2 separate regions of the Capsicum annuum genome follow, and region 2 is linked to region 1. Evidence: chromatin contacts called from public Hi-C data. All regions are on one chromosome and are shown on one strand. Each heading gives the region's core, a stretch centred on a gene start, on an enhancer-like site or on the middle of the called end of the contact. The rest is flanking DNA. Distances are from core to core; before and after follow the strand shown.

Region 1 (5,199 bases), core at 1,208-3,707:
GACCGTGTGCATGATGTCACACTTTATATTTTGAGGGATGTACTAGTCATTCCAGGTTTTATTCCATGGTCGTGCGACTTCACATACTGGGGACCTTTTAGCAGGGGGAGCTAAACCCATATAGCCTATGAGTGGCTTAGGACGACAGAGATATACAGCTTAGGTAAAGGTTTTAAATGGCATGCTAAACCCGATTCTCTTTCCCGGCATGGTTATATATATGTGTGTCTATGTGGACGTATGCTTTGTATGTATATTGTTGGTTTTACTTGGGTTTTCACTGGTTGGCATTATTTTATCCTTATCCTGAGTGCATGATAGCGTTCATCCACTAACCCGTCTTTAGGCGGCTGTATCCCCATGCGATGCAGGAACCGACCATTTCACTCCTCCTTCTTAGCTATCGGACTTCGGGATCAGCTGTTGGATTAAAGTGACGAGCTTTTATAGTTCGGAAGGAATCAATTTCATGTCATGGATTACTTTTTGTATTTTTGTCATTTATAGACTCGGTTTATGGCTTTGTCGGGGGCATGTCTCGACTAGGTAATCTTTGGTCTTGTTTAGAGACTTTGTATAGACACCTGTGGACTTGGGTATATGGATTGTTTATATCATATATATATACATACGTTGGATTATTATACTTTGGTTTTGGTTTAATGGTTTTGGTGTGGACATTGGTTGGATATTGGGTGGTTGGACTTGGTTGGGTTGGTCTCGTATGTTGACTTATCCCAAAGTCACTGCATGATTAAATACGTTATCTTGTTATATGTTCAGAATTCAGCAGACTTAAGGTATACGTTTGGTGGTTGGGTTCAGTAACGGGGGTGGTTCCCGGTCCTGGTTGGACTTGAGATTGCCCATTATGATAAGGCCCTGGTTCGGATCGTGTCATTGACATGCCGTATTATTTGACATACGACACTTATTTCGGTGTCTAGAATATAATAATATCTTGGGCTTAGTAGAGTGGGCTCATCATTTATAGCCCAAATCAATGGGCTAACCCAATAAAAATTGGACTTCAATGAAATCCACACATGTTTGGATTTAATAATTAATTCAATTATATTAGTCCACAATACTTATTTGGGACTAATATATTTTAAATTTAATATAATCTGAATTTCGTAGAAATTTTAATTCAATAAAATTTTGTTGCACACAACACTCTTGCTAAATTAGTTTTTTTTTATCACGTTGTGATCATACGAGTCTTTGTTATAAATCAAAAGGGAGAGCCCAACCCAAAAAGACTAGTCTAATAGGTGGGAGAACCCATTTGAATTATAATCCCCTTAGCATTTCTTTATTTTTCCAATGTGGGACAATTGGTTCATAACAATCGCCTCCGCTTGAGAACCAACGACCTCGTTGGTCACGGCTGACACCCCTCTTTGGTCCAGGCTACCACTCCCGGCGCACAGGCCACCACTCTGAGTCGTGGCTCCACGCATGGATCGATCCTCATTGGTCACGGCTGGCACCCCTCTTGGGTCCAGGCCACCACTACTGGCACATAGGTCACCACTACGAGTCACGGCCCAACGCGCAGCTTCCCGCACGTGGATCGATCCTCGTTGGTCATGGCTACGCCCAGTTGATCACGGCTGGCACCTCTCTTGGGTCCAGGCCACCACTCCTAGCGCGCAGGCCACCACTTCAAGTCACGGCCCAACACGTGAGACTCTCAATGAGGGCACTAATATTATAAACCAAACGGGAGAGCCCAACCCAAAAGACTAGTCTAATAGGTGGGAGAACCCATTTGACTTATAATCCCCTTAACATTTCTTTATTTTTCTAATGTGGAGCAATTGATTCATAACAGTCTTTAGGTTCAGGCCAACTTTTGATACATCAGTTTCTTCTTTTCAATTACTTTTCTATTCTTACTTTAACATTATTCACTCTAATTATTTTGCTATATCTAATTAATCTGATCCTCTTATCCTTTATACCTCACATAAAACACAATTGTACCTTTTGAGAGATAAATAATTTAGCGCCCATCATTAGCTACGGGTAATTGTGATATTGGTTTGGTCTTTCTAGAATCTTACTAATAAATTCTATTTTTTTTTGAAACAATCCACTGACTCAATGGTTGGAAACGAAAATCAAATCAATGTCAATAGAAACCTTGTCGTGGACAACCCTGCGAATGACGAGGTTGATCCAATCCTTGTGGAAAACAAAGAGATAGATTCTCACAAAGGCCGAACCCAATATGATGAAGGAAACAACGATGACAACAAAGTCAGAGTCTTGAGATTAATTTTGTAAAATTCATGTCATATTGGAATCTTACCGAAAAACAATACTAATTTGCAAGATAAGGTCTCTATGGCCCAAAGATGCCACGTGAGGGACGCCTAATCATAACAGGGTCAGGGATCATGGGAAAAACAATACTATAGCTCCCAATAATGGGGAATCATGCGAAATCATAAAGTACTTAATGACGCTGACTGTTTGGATAGGCCAAGATAAGAAAAATCTGACTGTATAGATCAAATTCTAGGGGATCCATCAATCTTAAAAGGCATAGACTCGTGGAGATATATACAACTACTATTCTCTCTCAAAGTGCGAGCTAAGATTGACTTTCAAACTATTTAAAATTCCCAACATCTCAAAATATGAAGGAACAATTAACCCTCAAGAATATGCGATAACCTATACACATGCGATAAACGAAAGTGATATGGAACCATAAGAAATCGAATCTATTCTATTAAAAGAATTCAGAAAAGCCCAATATAAAGTGCCATGATGTGGTATTCTTTAATACCTAAACATTTTGTTATGAACCAATTGTCCCACATTAAAAAAATAGAGAAATACTAAGGGGATTATAAGCCAAATGAGTTCTCCCATCTATTAAACTAGTCTTTTGAGTTGGATTCTCCCATTTGGTTTATAACACATTTCATGAAAACTTTTGAACATCTTGTATATTCCTTTGTGTAAACACACGTCAGAGCTAAAAAGGTGCACGTGAGGAAAACTGGCATCTTTAAAATTGCTCTAGAAAACATCGAATTTCTCCACGAATTTGTTATCCAAAAGGAGAGGATGTTGCGGTGTCCAATCCTGAATGAGTGGGCGACATAAGCTTTTACCAGGGGATTCAACCCTAGAAGCTTAAGTGCACCACAAAAAAAAAGCTTTTACCAAGGGAATCAACCAAATTCGTCATGTGCAAGCTGTTGCAACACTTGATTTCAAATTTAACTTTAATGAAATTTAATTTGAATTGGTGTTTAATAAATAAATAAAATTATGTCGGCCAACTAATCAAAGTTTAACTGAAACTACATTTATATAAATCCCAATATGTTTCAAACTGAATTGTAATGATTTTTTCTTATTTTATGAAATTGTATCATTGTGCCTTTATGTAGAAAGCCTAGTTTAAATTTTAGAAAAGGAAAAAGACATCGTTTCCACCTCAAACTATGTAAGAATAGTTGAAGCCACACCTAAACTATACTAGTGATCTATTACACACCTAAACTATAAAAAAATGATATTATTTTCACCTTAGAAGGTGATGTGGCAAAGAAGGTGTATTCACCTTCCTAAGATGCGTGAGAGAAGAAAAAAATCTTAAAATGACAGCTTTCATACACGTGTCACTATTTCATTTGTCCTTATATCATTAAGTACTCCTAATATTCTTCTTAATATATACAATTAGATTAATTATTTTTGCAATTGAAAAAATGTTAATAATTTTTTTTTCTTACAATTGAAAAAATATTAATAAAATTTATTTATTTATTTATTATTTTAATATTTAGGTCTCGCCTTCTTCAATTGCTTCTTCTCCAACAAAATAATCATTAAAACATCATCATTAAATCATCATTTAAACGCCACCATTGACACTATCATCATCAAACTCAAATCTTCACCACAATAATTTTAAAAATCCAAATTTCATTATCGGAATCACAATACAACCATTAATATAACAAAAACCACAAACAACCACCGTAAAATTCAATATCCACTACTAAAATTGTCATCGAAATCACAATATGTGTAATTAAATCATAGCTTTAAATCGTCAATAAAATTACCATCGAAATCACAATTGTTAATCCCCCTGTGCATACCCCAAAATCATAGCACTCCATGTTACAACATTCAATTAGTCAAATCCTCCATTAATTGACGAATCTGAGAATACCCAAAGTCCAAAGTCTTTCAAGAAATCTATGGTGTGATTGTTTACACCATAAATTTATGAGAATACCACATCTTTCATCTCCAATCTATGGTGTGACTTTCAATTCATCAAATCGTCCAATTTGAGAATACCCAGTTATCCACACGTTTCAAGAAACCACATCTTTCACCCCCATTAACTCAAAAATCTTATTAGCATCATCCAAACGCTTGCATTTCGGGTCTGCTGAAGGTGAAAAGGCCCCAGTGACAACGAGTTTGGCTTTGATACAAGATTTGCATTATTTGATTAAGTGAGTAAAAGGAGTTGTTGATGAAGAGAAGAAAGCGAAAAAGAAAGTGAATTTGAAGGGAAAGTGAAGTAGAGAATAAGTGAACAATTCAACAATTTCATATTTTTAATGGTGAATTGTTGAATATTTTCTTCCATCGAAATTTTCTTGTTGAATTTGCTTGGTTATTTGAAGGAAAAGTGAAGCAGAGAATAAGTGAAGGAGGAGTTGTTGAATTAATGAATTTTCTTGATTATTTATTTTTAATCACAAGGGTTATTTATTAATTAAATTAAAAAATTAAATTAACATGTGTCATTATCACAGGGCGAGTGGAGTACACTCCATTCATTAAAATTAGGCATGAGTGTCACGGGGAGGTAATAGTATCGCTTTTTTATAATTTAGATGTGCAATAGATCACTAGTATAATTTATGTGTGACTTCGACTTTTCTTGTATAGTTTGAGGTGAAAATAATGTCTTTTTCATAGTACAAAATGACACATTAAGTTACATAAAAATGGCTCATGATGTGCCCATGTGATGCCTTAAATTGGTTAAAAATTCACATGTGACCCCAACTTGCGTCATAAATGCAACTTGACAAAATTTATTACATAGTTGCACTTAGAAATAAAATTGGACCAAATGTGTCCTTAATGTACGTGTATAGGTCTAAATCTGCTCTTACCAGTCTTCTGTTAAGTTGTGTAAAATAAGAA
Region 2 (5,125 bases), core at 343-2,842, 140 kb before region 1:
TAAAGGTGGTTGGATTTTATATACATGGGCCATTTAGAGCACGAGGACAAGTTCTTGTTGGAAATGAACACATCTTGATACCATTTTAGTCAAGAAATTTTGCTATTGTTTATCTTTGGAAATGCATAGTTTGAGAAGAGTAGAAAATGTTTTGTTATCTTGAAATGTTGCAGAGGTGAGTAGTATGTTATAGTTGGAGTTGCGGTTCTCTCACTCAATCGGTGCTTTGATACTTGGATAGCTCAACTTTTGGTTCATCTCCAAATGCCTTTTGGGGTAGTTTGCACGGTGAAGGAGAAGCATGGTGCCAGTAGAAGTGATGAAACGACGACTTTGGTGGTGTAGATAGTTGCAACAAAGAGAGGAAGGAGATCACCAGCAACATACCACATGTAATCCTCCACAAGTGGGCTTTGGGGAGGGGTAGGATATACACAGACCTAACCCTCTTATCTTTGAGGGGGGTAGAGGAAGGAGATTGCAGATTGAAAAATAAAATAATCTTTCTTGTCAGAAAATGGTGTATTACACACGTTGTGCCATGTTAGCATTGTGTGTCTAATTGACACAATTTGTCTTCTCTTCAAGTGTTCAATAGATCCTTTAGTTTAGATGCCAAACTGAAAATCTTTGTGGTAAGCTTAAGGAGCAGCTGCCATATCCATGCAGTTCCGTGGTGCGATATAGGTTTATTTTGTTCCAATATTTATGTTATGGTCCCCTGTTATGGATCAAGTTACGAGATGTTGCAATATGCATTCTGATTTATTCTTCCTAAGACCTATGGTGCTGGTTTGTTAAGAGAACTTGCAATCTCTTGAGTTGAAGACTCAAAAACTTGAACAATTTTGTACTTCACTTTCGAGTGACAATTCAAATATCTTCAAATACAACGTTGGTGGATTAATCATTCATTTAATAACTCTTCCTACTACTACTGAAATGAGAAAGTGGAGGGAGAACTTCCTTACTGCTAATATTGCTATCAAGAAATAGGAAAAATAATTAATAGTAGCTGAAATAATCTACTTTATTGACTTTTGCGTAAACTGTAGGTAGAATATAGGGGTGCTAACATTATGCCCCTCCTTCATGTCTCTCTTGTCCTCAAGCGCTAAGTGTGGAAGTAGTACTATTCTCCTCTTTTCCAGCAAATTCTTCTTCATTGTCAGTAAAATCAATCTGGAATAATTTCTTGTACTGATGGTCCCGAGTATAAATATTTTGTCACAATTGAAACAAGGTTCCTTAAGCTATCTTTCATCTATCTCAGATCTGATCAATTTCTTCACAAATCTAGCTAGTTGTTAACTTGAGAAATACATTGTTTTGATCTATTGCGAACAAGGGGGCAGTTCCTTGCATTCATAAAATCAGAAAATACTCTCAATTGCTATATATAATCAGCAAGACAACTAATGTGAAGTTTAATTTTTTTCTCGTGTAAGAGAACTAGCACCTGAAATCAATTGCTCAAACTTTTCTCGATAATCCACCAATCTGCCATAGATCCAATTTGGCTTAACTTAGCCAATTCTCCTAACTTTTGACTTCTAAGCATCGACGATTGAACTCATCCCAAGTGCATTGAGGCATATCTTTCTCTAGTTGAGGAAATTAGAGTTGTGCAATTCCTTCCAAATGAGAAGAAGGAAGTCCATTTTTTTCTAATTCTGGTGTTTGTTGGTGTCGAAAGAAATGTTCACTCCTGTTCAACCATTTCAAGAGGTCTTCGTGGCTATAAAATCGTGGAAAATATAACTTTGTATATAGAATCAGGGAATTCCCACCAGTTTCTGACTCTAAACGTGTAGTCACTGCTTTACCTTTCCAACCTTTAGTATGACTGTCATTTCAGTTGTTTCAACATCCGCCTTTGAATTCGCTAAATACTTCTTGGGTGCATCCAAGCGAGCATTTATGACTTCCTGCTGCCTTACTAAATTGGTTGCATGTTCTTCTTGGCACAGAGTCCACAGTTGTGCCAACTGTTGCTCGATTAGATAGCCCATAATTCTGGTCTCTGATAGGTGTGTTCATGGGTTTGGTTAAACCGATTAAAATAATCGACGTTTGGTTTGGTTTAGTTAGGTTTGGTTTTAAATTTTTAAAAATCGATGCTATTTGGTTTGGTTATGATTTTACTTAAAAAAAATCGTGAAAATAATCAAACCGAACCGATAATATATATATATATATATATATATATATATATATATATATATATATATATGTTATAATATTTATATATAATTTATGAATAAAATATAAATATTTTATTAAATTTAATCTAAAACTTAATTTTAATCTATGTCTAGCCCAACCAATACTTTAGCCCAATTGCCCAAAGCCTCAAACCCAAGCTTAACTCTACCTACTATTACTAATAAGTTAACCCTACGGTCCCTACTTCACTTTTTCTACTTCAGCTTTCGCAATACGAGTTACTATGGTCCCTGGTTCAAATGATAGTCTTATGTCTCCTTATTTATTCAATCGTTTCCCTATATGATTAGCTCACTTAGCTAGTTTATAAAGTAAACAGATAACTCAAGTTTGCCCAACTCTGTGTCTTCTTGCAGTACGCTGCAACAGAATACAAAGCTCTGTTTTGCAATGTACATGTATGTGTTTGTATGTTGTTGGATAATCTTAGTGCCTACAATACAAAGCTAGTGCTTTTCATTTCAATGTTGGTTTTGTTTAATGTGTTTGTTCTGATTTTTAAGAGTTTATAGTGTCATTTGTCCATCACTGTACAAATATTTCATGAGAAATTGTTCAATGTGATACTCTTTTCTATGGGTTTAAAAAGGAATTTATTCTAGAGATGGTTGGAGTAGGCTAGTCAATAACCGAAAAAATAAAAAAATTGAACCAAACCGACAGTTATTTTCTTTGTGGTTTGGTTTGATTTGGTTTTAGAAATTCAAAAACCGACTAAATTGGTTTTGGTTATGGTTTTAACCACTAACTGATCCAAATCGACCCATGAACACTCCTAGTCTCTGATATCAAGTTGTTATGGTCTCTTGATATGGATCTAGGTATGGGATGCTGCAATATGAATTCAGATGTTTTCTTCTTACGACCTATGGTGCTAGTTTGTTAAGAGAGAACTTTCAATTTCTTGAGTTGCAAGAACCCAAGAACTTAAACAATTTTTCGCTTTTCTTTCAATTGAATTCAAATAACTTCAAATACAACATTGGTAAATTTACCACCTATCTAACAAGGAAATAACTTTCTACTATTACTGAAATGAGAAAGTAGAAGAATAATCTCCTTACTGGTAATAACCTGCTACATAGAAATAGGATAAGACAATTAATAGCTGCTGAAAACTTTCATGCGTAAATTGTTGGTAGACTAAAAGGGAGCTAACAATTGATTCTCCTTTTGTCTCGACTTTATATGGTAATATTTAATTACACAATTTAAGAAGAAAAAAAGACTTTTAGAACTTGTGGTCCAAAATGAGCCATTGATATTCAATCATCTCAGTAAACTAAAAAAACATGAAGTTAATGCTACAATATTTCTATATTACTTCCTCCGTTTCAAATTATCCGTCCCAAATTTTCTAATTTGATTTTTTATTTTATTTGTTCTTTTTCATTAATCAAAAAGGGAATTTTTTTTTTTTTCATGTTTTACTCTTTGCATTAATTACTTTTTCTTCAAATTAAAATGTAAACATCATTTAATAAGAGCATTATGATAAACTAGTCATGTTATTAATTATTTTTCTTAATTAATGTGTCATCTCAATTTGAAACAGATAATTTGGTACTGAGGGAGTACTTTTTGAGCTAAACTGAAAAGAAAAGTTGAAGGCTTCTTAGGGTGTGTTTGGTACGAAGGAAAACATATGTTTTTCAATTTTCTCATGTCTCATGTTTGGTTGGCTTAATGATTTTGGAAAATATTTTTCAAATCAATTTTTTTTCTCAAATCTAAGGAAAATGACTTCTCTTCAAAAAATAAAACTCTTTTTCAATTTTACTCTTAAGTCGAAATAGTTACACAACTCTCAAAATCACCCACCCTACTTCAATCCTTAATCCCCCACCCCTGCCTCAGCCCCCTACCCCCTACCATCCCTATTAAAAAAATATTTTAAATTTTTTTCTTACTTCACCCCTACCCAAAACCCTACTCTCTTTCCCTTTCTAATCTGTTTTAATTGTTTTTTTTCAAATTCAAATCTTTTTCTTGTTTCTCCTACCCGACCACCCTACCAACTTCCTCCTCTCCCCTCCCTAAAAAAAAGAATTAATTTTTTTAAATTTATTTTTTGAAAATTTTTAATTTTTTTCTTACTCCACCCTCACTCCCGTACCCCGATCCCTACCCCCTACCACCTTCATTCAAAAAAAAATATTTCAAATTTTTTTCTTACCCCACTCTTACTCCCTTACCCCTACCCCCCCCCCCCCGCCGCACCCCCCCCCCCCCCCCCCCCCCCCCCCAAAACTTAAAAAAATTGTTTTTTAAAAAATCAAAATTATTTTCTTAACCGCCCTTACTACATATTTTTAACAACCCCACCCCCTACCTATCAACCCCCTCTTCAAAAAAAATTAATACTTTTAATTTGTTTTTTAAAAAATGAAATTTTTTTTCTTATCCAACCCTTTTGATTATATTCGTTCTCATTATTTTTGTTAAATATATACAAATAGTTTTAGAAAACTTATACTTATCCAATTTGCATAACGAACGCACGAATATAAGTAAGAAACAACTTATTTTTCTAAAAAATATTTTTCCTCCATGTCGAACACACCCTAAAAAAATATTTTTTTGAGATCAAAAATTATTTTTTTAAAATGTATTTTTATGCTTTAACTAAATACTAAAATATATTTTTTGAAAAATATTTTTTCACTAATCAAATACTACAAAATATTTTGCGAAAAATATTTTTCATTCACCAACCAAACATAGGAAAACAAGTATGAAATCAACTTGTTTTCCAAGAAAACATTTTCTAGAAAAACATTTTCCATAGAAAATATTTTCCATCATGCCAAGCACACCCCAAGTCTAGCCGATTCACATTTTGCTTCTGTTTTTTTAATTGGAGAGCCACCTTCCAATTTTTTCATCTGATGATCTCCAT

What was found. A called contact is a pair of places that touch in the nucleus more often than the background predicts.
Region 2: a contact with region 1 is called in a Hi-C map of bud, with 4 times the contacts expected there. The contact joins two enhancer-like sites. A contact is called at or near these places in 3 of 5 Hi-C or Micro-C datasets (bud, leaf and placenta).

What each region holds. Positions count from the first base shown.
Region 1 is chr11:187,797,094-187,802,292 of UCD10Xv1.1, reverse strand. No RefSeq gene overlaps it. Among protein-coding and RNA genes, the nearest start is that of LOC107856237, 47 kb to the left of the region's middle. Within about 2 kb of position 2,457, at least 3 of the 5 cell types and tissues checked have an H3K27ac peak or open chromatin away from gene starts, as enhancers often do. A contact at or near this core is called in bud and leaf, where this site is marked.
Region 2 is chr11:187,935,073-187,940,197 of UCD10Xv1.1, reverse strand. The region is part of intron 3 of LOC107847703 (protein TRAUCO); the gene reads left to right. Among protein-coding and RNA genes, the nearest start is that of LOC107847703, 15 kb to the left of the region's middle. Within about 2 kb of position 1,592, at least 4 of the 5 cell types and tissues checked have an H3K27ac peak or open chromatin away from gene starts, as enhancers often do. A contact at or near this core is called in bud and leaf, where this site is marked.